2 separate regions of the Zea mays genome follow, and region 1 is linked to region 2. A link is a contact called in public Hi-C data. All regions are on one chromosome and are shown on one strand. The core of a region is the stretch at or near the end of the contact, and the rest is flanking DNA. Distances in the headings are between cores, read along the strand shown.

What was found. Hi-C and Micro-C count contacts between places; a contact is called where the count stands out from the background.
Region 1: a contact with region 2 is called in a Hi-C map of ear, with 4 times the contacts expected there. The contact joins the promoter of LOC103653328 here to the enhancer-like site in region 2. A contact is called at or near these places in 2 of 25 Hi-C or Micro-C datasets (ear and leaf).

What each region holds. Positions count from the first base shown.
Region 1 is chr4:65,327,130-65,333,272 of Zm-B73-REFERENCE-NAM-5.0, reverse strand. LOC103653328 (1-phosphatidylinositol-3-phosphate 5-kinase FAB1B) reads right to left here and starts at 4,636. Exons shown (of 11, transcript XM_008680260.3): 1 at 3,531-4,636; 2 at 1,560-2,258; 3 at 1,129-1,282; 4 at 675-1,019; 5 at 1-268. The coding sequence starts at 4,174.
Region 2 is chr4:64,792,922-64,799,489 of Zm-B73-REFERENCE-NAM-5.0, reverse strand. No RefSeq gene overlaps it. Among protein-coding and RNA genes, the nearest start is that of LOC111591353, 190 kb to the left of the region's middle. Within about 2 kb of position 5,294, at least 14 of the 20 cell types and tissues checked have an H3K27ac peak or open chromatin away from gene starts, as enhancers often do. A contact at or near this core is called in ear and leaf, where this site is marked.

The DNA of each region.
Region 1 (6,143 bases), core at 3,387-5,886, 530 kb before region 2:
GCAAGCCAAATGCTTGCAGGCAACTGTTTGGCGGTGAAGCACTAGGGATTGGTATGATAGGTATTGTCGAGATAGATCTATCAGCACTGGAAGGTTTGTCTGGAAAAGCTACAATAATTGGCGACTTCAAAGGGAGTTCTGGAAGAGTTGCACCTTCATCCACAAGGAATGATGTTTCAAGTGCCAAATGGTAGGCTGCAAATACTCCATATTGCAAAACATGCTTCACCTTTTTTAGCTCATCACCATTAGCACCTTTAAGCAAGATCTACAGCATCAGAGGAAGTTAGATATATGACCATAATGCAGATCATTTATTTACATGAGATGATGCCAAAGTGGCCTAATAAAGCATTCAAGGAACAAACGTCACAGCTACACATTTTTCTAGCTAAAATGGAAGAACGGCTCATGGACAGAGCAATTGCTTATGCCAGATTTATTACACAACTAACACGACAACCCCAATTTCATTAATCTTCTTAGATCATGTATCCTCCAATCTCCATGCTGCATGGAATACTTCAAATCAGCTTAATTGCAAACTTTTCCAGGTACCCCATCAATGAACTTGCTTACCCCTTAGTAATTAAGTATACCAAGGTACAGATTTACCATGCTCACACATGAAAAAGACAGAGCACAGTAGTTGAGACCAAAAGGTAAATACTTACTGTACAACCGAACGGTTTGGGACAGCCTTCAAAAAACATGAGGTTCTTCAGCATTTTCTTCCCACCTTCCCCAGCGGTTCCATGCTCTTCAACATACTTCTCTACATGGAATAAATCACAGCGTCCAAGCTTCTCGGATGACAAACAATCAATTGAGGGAACTATATGAGCACCAGTGCAACGTGATATCCTTTCCAGCAGTGGCCTTTTGATATTCAGAACAAGGGAGATATTTTTCTCTAGAAATAAATCCTGAGCATAACGAGACACAGATTTCTCTACCAATACAACACTTGGTTGGTGTGCTTTGATCTTCGCAACAGCCATTTTCAAATAATCTGTTTCCTGGAGTTAAAAAACTGTGAGAATGCATCACAGCAGCTGTCTATAGCCTTGTTGGTGTCCTTTTTGTTTACAACATAAGCGTGAATAAACTGGAATTTACAGGTAATACCTGCTGCAGTAAAGTATCAAAACTTGAAAGCAAATTTGATACACGCTGATATTCGAGTGCACCACCAAGAATCAAGATTGGAGGCTTTTCCTTTTTTGATGACATACGCCGGTGAGCAACATTCTTCTTACAAACAACTCCTTTTACAACGAAACTGCAAATAAAGGAAGATGTATAAAACCAAAAAAAAGAACTGGTGGAAACCAAAGAAATGCACAGATAAATACAGTATGAAACTCAAAACGTAATAGATCAATAAAACAAAGAAAGTTCACATCAAGTGTCATCAACTATGTCTTTCTAGTATGAATTACAAAGCTTCAGTTTCAATTAACTTAAGGTTATGGATGCTCAAGCATATTGATGTAAAATCATAAAGGCATATGAAGGTAAATAGTGATGCATGGAAATTGGAAAATAGATTTGTTTACCTTTCACTTGGGTGACCACAAGCTAAGCATTTCACCTTAACATAGCCACCAGGGTCCATCTGACCGCCTTTGCTGGTGGTATCTGGCTTCAAAAGAGATGCAGCTTCCCAAGACAGAGAAGTAACTATATCTAGCCAACTTTCTTTGCCACTCCCATCAACTAATGGTACCTTTTCAGCCTGAAGAAGTTGAGAAACTAACGCCCGAAAGTGGCCATCAACTATGTCTTTCATGGCTTTCTTGTGTTCCTCAGCTGACTTATCTCTACTTCGACAGTGCCCACTGCCAAAGCTGTTTGTGCGTAGATATCCCCACTCTCCTGTAGCATCCACCCCCTCATCATCATCATGTTCACCATCGTGATCATCCTCTCCGTCCTCGGGTTCTGGAGCTACCCAAAGTAAGCTATTGTTTTCAAAGTCTACGGGCTCATTATCTAGCACTTCCATGCTATACATGGAAGAAGACCGAGCATTACAGCACTCATCAACGTTATGATCTTCATTCTTATCTGCTCCCAAAGAATCAACTAGGGTTGTCAATTTTTTCCTTGGGGATGTAGATTCTTTTGCGTCATCACTACAGCTAACATGATGTCCATCAAAATACATAGGTCCATAATATTTATCAGAATTTTGCATGTGCTGCTCTTCCAAATCTGAACGGAAAACTGTGTAATCATCATCTTCGTCGTCACTCCTAACACAAAGTAAATGTTATTTAACAACACAAATGCAACTTGGGATTCAAATAAATTCCTATGATCTATATTACCATTCATTAGAGCTATTAGGGATAAATCAGATAATGCAAGAAATGAAATTCTCATTGCAATGTAACGCCATGAATTTAGCTAAATCACTGTTCTTCCAAAGAATAGGCACATTCCTTGGCAAAATGAAGTAAACACACAATAGATATGATGAACCAAACTGAGTATATTTCATTTGAAGGAGTGGATACCTGATAAGGACAATGTAAAGCTCTTAACATCAACACCTCACAGACTGCGTGGATCGGTGGATGAATCAAGTGAATAAAGAGAAGGAGTGTTTTTTGTACAAGTTTGCTCATGACTAGGGAGCAGGACTAGGCAGCAGGTGTCTGGTTCCAATTGAAGTGGAGGACATGCTGGTGAACTGTTCCAATATGGAGAAAGCTTTGGAACGAGGGAAGCAGTTGAGTCTAGTTCAACTCAAGGCGGATTGGAAGGTGTGTTTTTTGCCTTTTCTGTTTCTGTGGGTGCTTGATGTTCCTTTGTCTGTGGGAATTTTTGTTTCTGATATTCTCTGCATGTTGTAACTGATATGATCTTGGTTAATCTAAGGCAGGGGCTAGGCCCCCAAATTCTAAAAGAAACTTGAGATTGGGCCCTAGGAGTTAGTGCAGCTCCAAATAATGGTAGAATCCTAAAGTTTGAGGTAATGTACTTAAAAGGCCCTGATACCAATACCAAAGTGGACAAGCACTTTCGAAACAACATATCCAAAAGCTGCAAATACCAGGACTTGCTATGTCCAAGCATCCACAGAAAAAAAATCTTGTGGCTCAACAAGTCTCCTGATACATGCTGGCCTAGGAGCACATGACAGAACTCAGAAACCAGAAAGCATATATGCTGGTACAAATAACAGTTATGTACTTAAAATTTTAGCTAATAGTCGCTGAGGGTAGAGATGAACCTGATGCAAAAGAATATCCAAAGGGTTCAAAAACAGATATTTCTATGTTAAAGAATCCACAAAGAAAATATTATGGCTCAACTAGTAATTAAACATTGTCCTACACCTCTACCCCCAAGACATATATAACATGCAACAGCATCTCACAAGCAGGGATCCAAGCTCCTAATCAGTCAATCAATGCTTGTGTAAACTTATATTAAAAAGTAACATTTCTTATCAATAGAACTGAGACAAATTAGGTTCCAATTTCTTAAATGACAAAGCACGAATCATGGAAAAGCCTTACCTCTGCAAGCAAAAGTTGAATCGATCAGACGAGTTATCAGCGTAAGCTGCAGGCTCCATGGTTGGAGCGGGGTCCATAGCAGGCTGCTGCTCCTCACGATAGCCGTCATCCTCGCCGCAGTTGCCCTCTCCATGGACCGGAAATTCGGAGTAGCTAATATTCGCATAAGACGACATTTGCCCATTCGTCCCAGTGAAGCTGGACTTGTCACTGCAAACACTAGCGGCAGACAGAGACGGGCTAGACGGCTGTTGCCCTGCAGCGGCCCCCCGCGCTGCGGGTTCCTCCTCCATCCAGCGCTTAAAGCAGTAATTGCAGACCCTAATCCTCTCGCCGTCCTCCCTCGCGGCGTCCCCCGGCGAGCGGGGCACAGAGTTAGCCGTGCACCGGGCGCAGAACACACGGCCGCAGTGCCGGCAATGGTGGCGCCGATTCAGAATGGTGAACTGCGCGTCGCAGTCGTAACACACGCGGCAGCTCTGGTCCGGCATCCAGAAGTCCCTCGACAAGTCATGCGGCAGCGGCTGCCCAGCCGCCGCGTCCGACTGCAACGCGGGCGGCGGAGAGTGGTCGCCCCGCCGCGGCATCCACGACTTCACCGCACCGAACAACTCCACGAGCCGCCCATCCGGCGATCCCATCATCCGCGCCACGCTTACCACCGCCACCGCCAGCAGCCCCGCCCCTCATGCTCAATCCGGCGACGCCTCAATCCGCATAGCTAGCTTTCCCCAGAGCCAAAACAATTCCACCTCCGCGCCGCAATCCGCCCACCAGATCAGATCACTAACACCAGCGGTGGCGGCGGCAGTAGCAGCAGCGGAAGCAACTCACAACCTCGACGGATTGGGCACCAACGCTCCGAACTCGCCGCGAAGAACACGGCGCGGCTGAGATCGAAGAGCAAAGCCTTGGAATCGCGGGAGGGGAACTAATTTGGCCTATATAAGAAAAAAAGAGGTTAATAACTTCGGCTGAGATTAGGAGGGCTGAGGGTTCCAGAAGGGCGCCAGTGGAGCACGGGAGGCTGGAGGGTGCGGGTTCACGGGGACGGAGATAGAAAGGGAGAGAGGAGATTGATAACTGACGCGTTTTCCATTTTTTTCGAAACTTTATCTTGATTTGGATTTACATGTTTTCATTTTATTCCTTCTGCTTTTAGTTGCTTTTTTGTGCGCCACCGGCTCTACCTATTTCGACTTTTCGAGTTTCACTATCCTTTGTTTTTATTTGGTTTCATTCCACGCTATATCGTGAATTTCCTTTGGGGCATAATAATTAATAAATGAATTAACTCAAAGAAAAATAATATTATAGGACACATTTGCACTGTAAGAGCATCTCCAACAATACCTCAAACTAGTGCTTCAAATTAAAATATAGGGCTCTACAGTAAACACTACTTCAATGGTGTCTTATTTTCTAAAATTTTATCAAAACTTATAGGACACCCTCTCAAGTGTATCAAATATACTATACCTTAGTGGGCTACCCTATAATTTAGAATTAGAGCTTTACTATTATAGTAGAATATTTTATTGGTGTCTTAAAAATATAAAATATATTTATTTTTAAATTATAATGTATTTATATAGAACCTTTTGTTGAAGATGCTCAGTGACGACAGTGTTGTTATTATTTTTGTTGCCACGCCAAGACTGCGGACTCCAGTTATTTCTGCGCGGGCGTTGTTCCATATTTTACATGTTCTTATATTATTATTGTTGGGACCATGCTTCGTCGCCGAAGGTCCTGCGGAAAGAAACAGCTTCGGCTGAAGCTGCTTGTACGTGATGCCAAAGGTACCATTCATGAAGCTTCAGTATTACAGCATATTCGAAGATGAAGGGTCGAACCAACTTAAAGATAGAATGACCTTTTAGTCTATAAGGGTCTGAGTCAACGTTGTAAACTTTTATGAGGGGCATGATTGTAATTCCTGACAGGTTGTGTCCTGTGCCTATAAATAGTGAACAGTATTCCTTTACTGTTCACGCATTCCTGTAATTGCAAACGCATCACTCGGGAATTATTGTTTATCAAGGCAAAGGTATAAATGTACCTAAATATTATGTTCAAACATCTTAGATTCATATAATAAGATATATAAATGATGTCATTTATTTCCGATGTATTTATTTTTAATGTTTCACATTTTATATTACCTTGTATTATTTTTGTAAATTTAATTACGAAGGCGCTCGTGGTCTTCGTCCGAAGTTCATTAAATCCTTGGGGAGATAATGCTTCAGCGGACGAAGGGCATTGATATTTAACATTTTATGTTGCCTTGTTCTTAATTCATAGCATTCGAGAACAAGTCCCCAACATTGGCGCTCACCTCCGGTGAACTCACTTCCACTTTCCTGAATCAATGGCTTTGTTCAAGAACCAAGCTGGAACTGCTTCGGCTCCGAAGCTGATTCTCCCGATAACAGGCGGTTCATGTTCAGAGCCGGCTAACAAGAAACAGAAGAAGGAGGCACAGAGAAGAGTACAACATGTAGGGGTACAATGACCCTTCATCAAGTCAAGATGGTCTCACATTCCAATTACCTTCTCTTAAGAGGATCTTCAGCTCAAGGATTACCCACACAACGATGCTATGGTTAT
Region 2 (6,568 bases), core at 4,045-6,544:
CTAGGATGGAGAGAAAATAAGTGACTACACATTTTGTGACTCCAAAAAGAGTAGTCCTCTCCATCAAAGTGTGGAGGTTTACCAAGAGGAATTGAAAGCAAATGAGCATTGGAATTGAAAGGAATACGAGAATAATCAAATGAAAAATTTGAATTAACCGGTTTCTTTTTCTCGTCGTCGTCGTCTCTTGGTGAAGAAGAAGATTCGTCGCTGTCATAGTAGACGATCTTCTTGATGCGCCTCTTCTTCTTCCTGTCCTTCTTCTTGTGACTCGAGCCAGAGTCAGTGGGCTTGTCGTCCCTTGGCTCATTGAAGATGAACTCCTTCTCCTTATCGTTGACCACCATCCCCTTTCCCTTAGGATCCATCTCTTTGGGCGATTAGTCCCTTAAGTGAAGAGAACGGCTCCGATACCAATTGAGAGCACCTAGAGGGGGGGGGGGGTGAATAGGTGATCCTGTAAAATTCAATACTAAATTGCCACAAGCTTGGTTATAAAGATGTTAGTGCAATAGAACCAAGTGGCTATAGAGCGAGCTCTTGCGAATCACAATGATCACAGAGAAAGACAACACAAGAGACCAGTGGTTTATCCCGTGGTTCGGCCAAGTATAACACTTGCCTACCTCCATGTTGTGGTGTCCCAATGGACGAGGGTTGCACTCAACCCCTTTCAAGTGATCCGATGATCAACTTGAATACCACTGTTTTCTTCCCGTTTGCAAGGAATCTCCACAAGTTGGAGCCTCTCGCCCTTACAAGATTGATCACAAAGAAAGCACAGAGTAAGGGTGGGAAGAGCAACACACACTAGAATTAAATCCACACCGCAAACACACACACAAGTGAGAAGATGAGCACACAAAACACGCGCGGGGAGTTTGCAACTCGAAAAGTGCTCCAACGTCAAGAACGATGAACGATTGAGTGAAAGTGAGGACTAGAAGTCTTGGAATGCTTAGAGTGTGCTTGGGGTGACTCCTCCATGCGCCTAGGGGTCCCTTTTATAGCCCCAAGGCAGCTAGGAGCCGTTGGAGGCCAACAAGGAAGGTTATCCTTGCCTTCTGTCGGGTGGCGCACCGGACAGTCCGGTGCACCACCGGACAGCCACTGTTCATGTCCGGTGTGCGATCTCCTTCCAATTCTGGTGCAGCCGACCATTGCAGATTCGTGGTAGTTGGCGCACCGAACACTGTCCGGTGCACACCGGACAGTCCGGTGCCCCCTACCGACCGTTGGCGTGGGCCACGCGTCGCCCGCGGATTACGCGACCGACCGTTGCGCTGGCGGCCGTTGGCTCACCGGACAGTCCGGTGCACCACCAGACAGTCTGATGAATTATATCCGTACGCCGCCAAATTCTCCCGAGAGCGGCCTGTTCACCGGAGTTCAGCCTGGCGCACCGGACACTGTCCGGTGCACCACCGGACAGTCCGGTGTGCCAGACTGAGCAGAGATTTGGCTGTATCGAGCCAAGTCTTTTGGATCTTTTCTTGTCTCTGTTTCTAGCACTTAGACACAATATGTTAGTACTCAAAACAATGTACTAAGTCTAGAAACGTACCTTGTCATATGATTTGCATCTTTTGCTTGTTTGGCGCATAATATTTCACTCACTATGTGTTGGACATTTAGTCACCAAAATATTATAGAAATGGCCCAAGGGCACATTTCCCTTTCAGGACCATGCAAAGACTTCCACTGCACTCCGGTATTAGTGTACTCACCTCCAAGTTCATTTTTATGCTCTAGTTGCCTTTTTGCTCTTAATTGACATTTTTGGTGAGGCAATGGGGTTAAAGGGCCACTAATGATCCCGTTTTGGTGCTTCATGCCAAAGGGGGAGAAATTAAGGCCAAAGCAAATGGATCAGCTACCACTTGTGAATTTTGAAAACAATAGAGTTAGAACTTTTGATTTGTCCAAAATGCTCTTATTACAAAATTTAGTCTCTTGTGGGGGAGAATTTATGACTATGGGAAAAAGGGGGAGTTTTTGGCATTCGATCAATTTCACTCTTGGATTATCTCTCTTTATGCCCAAACAACCGAGTTTGACTTAGAGATAGGAAAATGAATTTGATTTGCAAAAACAAACCAAGTGATGGCAAAGAGCGATCCAAATATGTCAAATCTTGTTAAAAACAATTTGGTCCTCAATTGCATTGATATTGCACATCTTTTGGTTGCTTTTGGTTGTGTTGGCATAAATCACCAAAAAGGGGGGAGATTGAAAGGGAAATGTGCCTTTGGGCCATTTCTATAATGTTTTGGTGATTAAGTGCCCAACACATATTCTTTAAGTCCTAACGTGCCAAAGATTGCAAAAAGTGAAAATCATATAACAAGGTATGTTTCTAGACTTAGTATTTGGCTTTTGTATACTAATAAAGTTATCTAAGTGTTAGAAACAGAGATAAGAAGAAAAGAAATGGATTGCAAAAGACTGGCTGTGTGCAGCCGAAGTTCAGCTCAGTCTGGCACACCGGACTGTCCGGTGGTGCACTTGACAGTGTCTGGTGCGCCAGGCTGAACTCCGGTGAACAGGCCGCTCTCGGGAAAAGTTTGGCGGCGTACGACTATAATTCACCGGACTGTCCGGTGAGCCAACGGTCGCCAGCGCAACGGTCGGTCACGCAATCCGCGGGCGACGCGTGGCCCGCGCCAACGGTCGGCAGGGGGCACCGGACTATCTGTTGCGCCAACTGACCTAGGGCTGCAACGGTCATATGCGCTAGAAAAGGAAGGAGATCGGCACCGGACCGTCTACAGTGACTGTCCGGTGGCGCACCGGACTGTCCGGTGCGCCACTCGACAGAAGGCAAGGATGGCCTTCCTTGTTGGTCTCCAACGACTCCTAGCTGCCTTGGGGCTATAAAAGGGACCCCTAGGCGCATGGAAGAGCTACACAAGCTTACAAGAAACATTCTAAGACTTCAAGACTCTAACTTCACGCATTCGATTCTTTGAGATAGTGACTTGAGCTCCATTTGTGTTGTGAACACCGTGCATTGTGTTTTGAGATCGAGTTGTGACTTGTGTGCGTAGTTGTGTTGCGATTTGTGTCTTGTGTGCGTAGCTCTTCCCTACCTTACTTCTGTGCTTCTTTTGTGATCATCATTGTAAGGGCGAGAGGCTCCAAGTTGTGGAGATTCCTCGCAAACGGGAGAAAGAGTAAGAAAGGAAAAACCGTGGTATTCAAGTTGATCATCAGATCACTTGAAAGGGGTTGAGTGCAACCCTCGTCCATTGGGACGCCACAACGTGGAAGTAGGCAAGTATTACTTGGCCGAACCACGAGATAAAAATCGCGTGTCTCTTGTGTGCTTTCTCTTTGATTGTCTGCGTTCACAAGAACTCGCTTCAAGCTACTTAGCCGTTCTAACTTTCATAACTAAGTTTTGTGGCTATTAGTGTTGAATTTTACAGGATCACCTATTCACCCCCCTCTAGGTGCTCTCAATAACCGACTCATGCCTATCCTATAACCATTGACCCTCCTTGGTATATAAATGGAGGGACGGAGGATCCCCATGAGGGCAAGATCATCTCACATTGCAGTAGACACTAGCAAAGTCATAAATAGGACGTACAATATTATATCACATCGCCAGCCGAAACATGTATAATTTTTCATATCTCTTGTGCCATTACCTTCAACTTTCGATCACATGACCTATCCCATGTAAATACTGTCGAACAATTAATTTTCGACAAGTCTGGTTTATAAAGGTAGAGCTAGGCTACAAGACAAAAACAAGTGGAGTTGAATCTAATTCAATAGGTTCCTTCTTTTAGGTCTTGCTATAAAACTTCAGTTTCGAAAACTAAAGCAAATAACATAGTTTAAACATGCAACTTTTGAACTCCCAATACCATATTAGACTCTCTCCAACAAGGGTCGGTAAAGCCTCCTGTCCACCAAATATAGCAGACACAAACGTCCGGTAAGCGTCCAGCAAGGTGCGCTATACTGTCCGCTAAAATTTAGCGACTCTTCCTCAGCCGCTACATTTGCCGGGTATACAAGCGCCCGCTATATACTGTTCCCGTGGATGGCGGTGGCGCTGCTGTGCTGCCGCAGGTCTGAACATGCTTTCCATTCAAAGGACCTCGGGACGAACATGCAAAGGACATCTCCGACATCATCCGAGCACCATCTCCCGCAATATAAAAAACAATGAGAAGAAATTATGCTACACATGTTTAAGTCCGGATAACAAAAATTGTTAATAAATTTTAAAAAACTATTGCCGTGCATGTTTTATTTCAATTAGCGTGTAATGAAAAGAAATGAATTATAAACCAAATAAATGGACAAAATGAAGTATGTTAACCCTGTAGCTTTAGAGAACCGAATTTAGGGAACGTTGTTGGAGACTGAGATAATATAGAGGACAAAATCTTTTAGAGTGTTCTGTAAAGTACAGAGAATATTCTTTTAGCGGACGAAATTTAGGGGACGTTGCTGAAGACAGCCCTAAATAAGATCAACACTTTCAACTCTGTTTTTGAAACGTACAATGATGACTCTTTAAGTTATGTATAAGAATATAATTTCTATTATAATGTAACTTTTACCATATGTGCTATATGTAAAAGAATAGGTCCAAACCAAACTGTGAATATTAGATAGGCTTTTTCGTCTAGCATAACGACCCGTTACATCCCTAAGCTTCGACCAGTTTAATTCTAAAGCATCCATTTCCCAACATCAAAGAACTGCAGAAGTCGTATATATATAGGAGACAACAAATCCGGCCGGGATAAGGTTTACGTAATTAAGTACCTAACCATCAGGCCAAAGCAACTTTCACCGGTACAGCGGCATCTTCTCCGCAGACGAGAGACGGCCTGAGTTCGTTGCTTGATGACGTTGGGAGCACTGGCGAGACATGAGTGACAGGTTGGCCAGTCACATATATCCACCACTCTCTCCAGCCACAGAACCAGATCCATCGTATATATATCGTGCATGAGATGCCAAGTGACGAGATGATCCACCACAAGAAAGTGAGCTTGGCAAGGGTGGGTGGGCCTTTCGGGCATTCATTTATTTATTTTGTTTGCTTCGTGAGATTAGCAGTTCAGTGATTTCCATCCCATGCATGTATAGATGATGCACTGCTAGTCTAGCTCGTTCGATAGCCTGGAATCCTTTTTGTACTTGCCGTGGATATATATTTTGGCGCCAATCATTGATGCTCTGAAATTGAGCTGTTACTGTCTGCGTTGGCACCTCAGTCAGTCCTCAAGTGTTCTAGGGCCCAAAAAAACATTTGAGAGAATTGAAATCAGAAGCCACAGAACAATGATACACATGCACCCATTGGCTCGTTAGCTGGGAGTTGGGAGAGGCCTGTGCAGCTGTGCTGCCAGCCTGCAAGCCCATGCTTGTTTGCTTCCAGAGCCCGTGCGCACCAATTACCTAGAAAAGCCAGGCCCACTTCGAACGAGAGATCTGGATTGTCGAGTGCGGCTCGTCGCATATGCATTTTTTTCTTCATTTTTTAGTTATTTTGTCTTTGTTTTCCTAGGGGTTGTATTCTATGTACTCATTATTTCTTGGGAGTGAGCAGTCGTTAATCGGCTAAATTTCTTTCGGATTTGAGTCAGATTACTTTAGGTATACAGACTACAACCCAGAACAAGTATAATAAGGTGATGTATGTGAGATGTAAAAGATGTCATGTCTAATTTACAGTGGTATGGAAGAAAGAGATGAAGAGATAATAGAAGCGGACCGCTCATTGTTAGCAAGCTAAAAGCGGGCTGCTTATGGACTCCAACATAATTTGTGAGATGAAGAAATAACCAAATATTAAATAGACATTTTTATCATGAAGAGTTACTATATGACATAAACTAAAAATTACGAATTCAGTGTCACCTGCAATGTAGGAACCTACAACAAATTAATTCTAATGGCAAAACAAGCTGAAACTGAACCTAAAATGACACAGTGCACACAACCTTCAGGCATATGGGTTGGAGGCAAATAGGTTGACTCAATGACCATGAATTGGGAAGGGGTCACAGAATGCATGTCATCGATCCTTCTTCCTCCACCGCAAATACCAATTTGCTTAGATGGGACTTACAGGTCTTGAGTTTGACTCTCTGTTTTCACACAAGAATGTCACTTGTTGAGTCATTTAGTAGCTAGATTTGTGTCTTTGTGAGGACACCGATGATATGGCAAAGGTGAGCACCGCTCCCAACACTCGTTTCTTCTCACGTAAGCATTGGATGAATATGGGGTTTTGGAGTTCTTATAGACGGCGAAGCCGCCAACAGCCGGACGCAGTCGGGTTCAGGTTTCTAGTTCGTTCTCTACCTCCTCTCTCAAAACTCCCCTCTCATCTCTTATTTACATGCCACTTTACCAAAAAAAGAAAAGGGCACGTTATTTGGTCCATTCTGGCCCATTCACCTTGGTATTGGGCTTAATCATCCTTCATGGCCTGGTTGTTACATTGGACTCCTCTAGCGCTGTGACATCCCCCTCTCATTGAGAGATGGCTTGTCCACAAGCCACGTGTTTAGGAACCTGGTGATGAAGGTTGGCT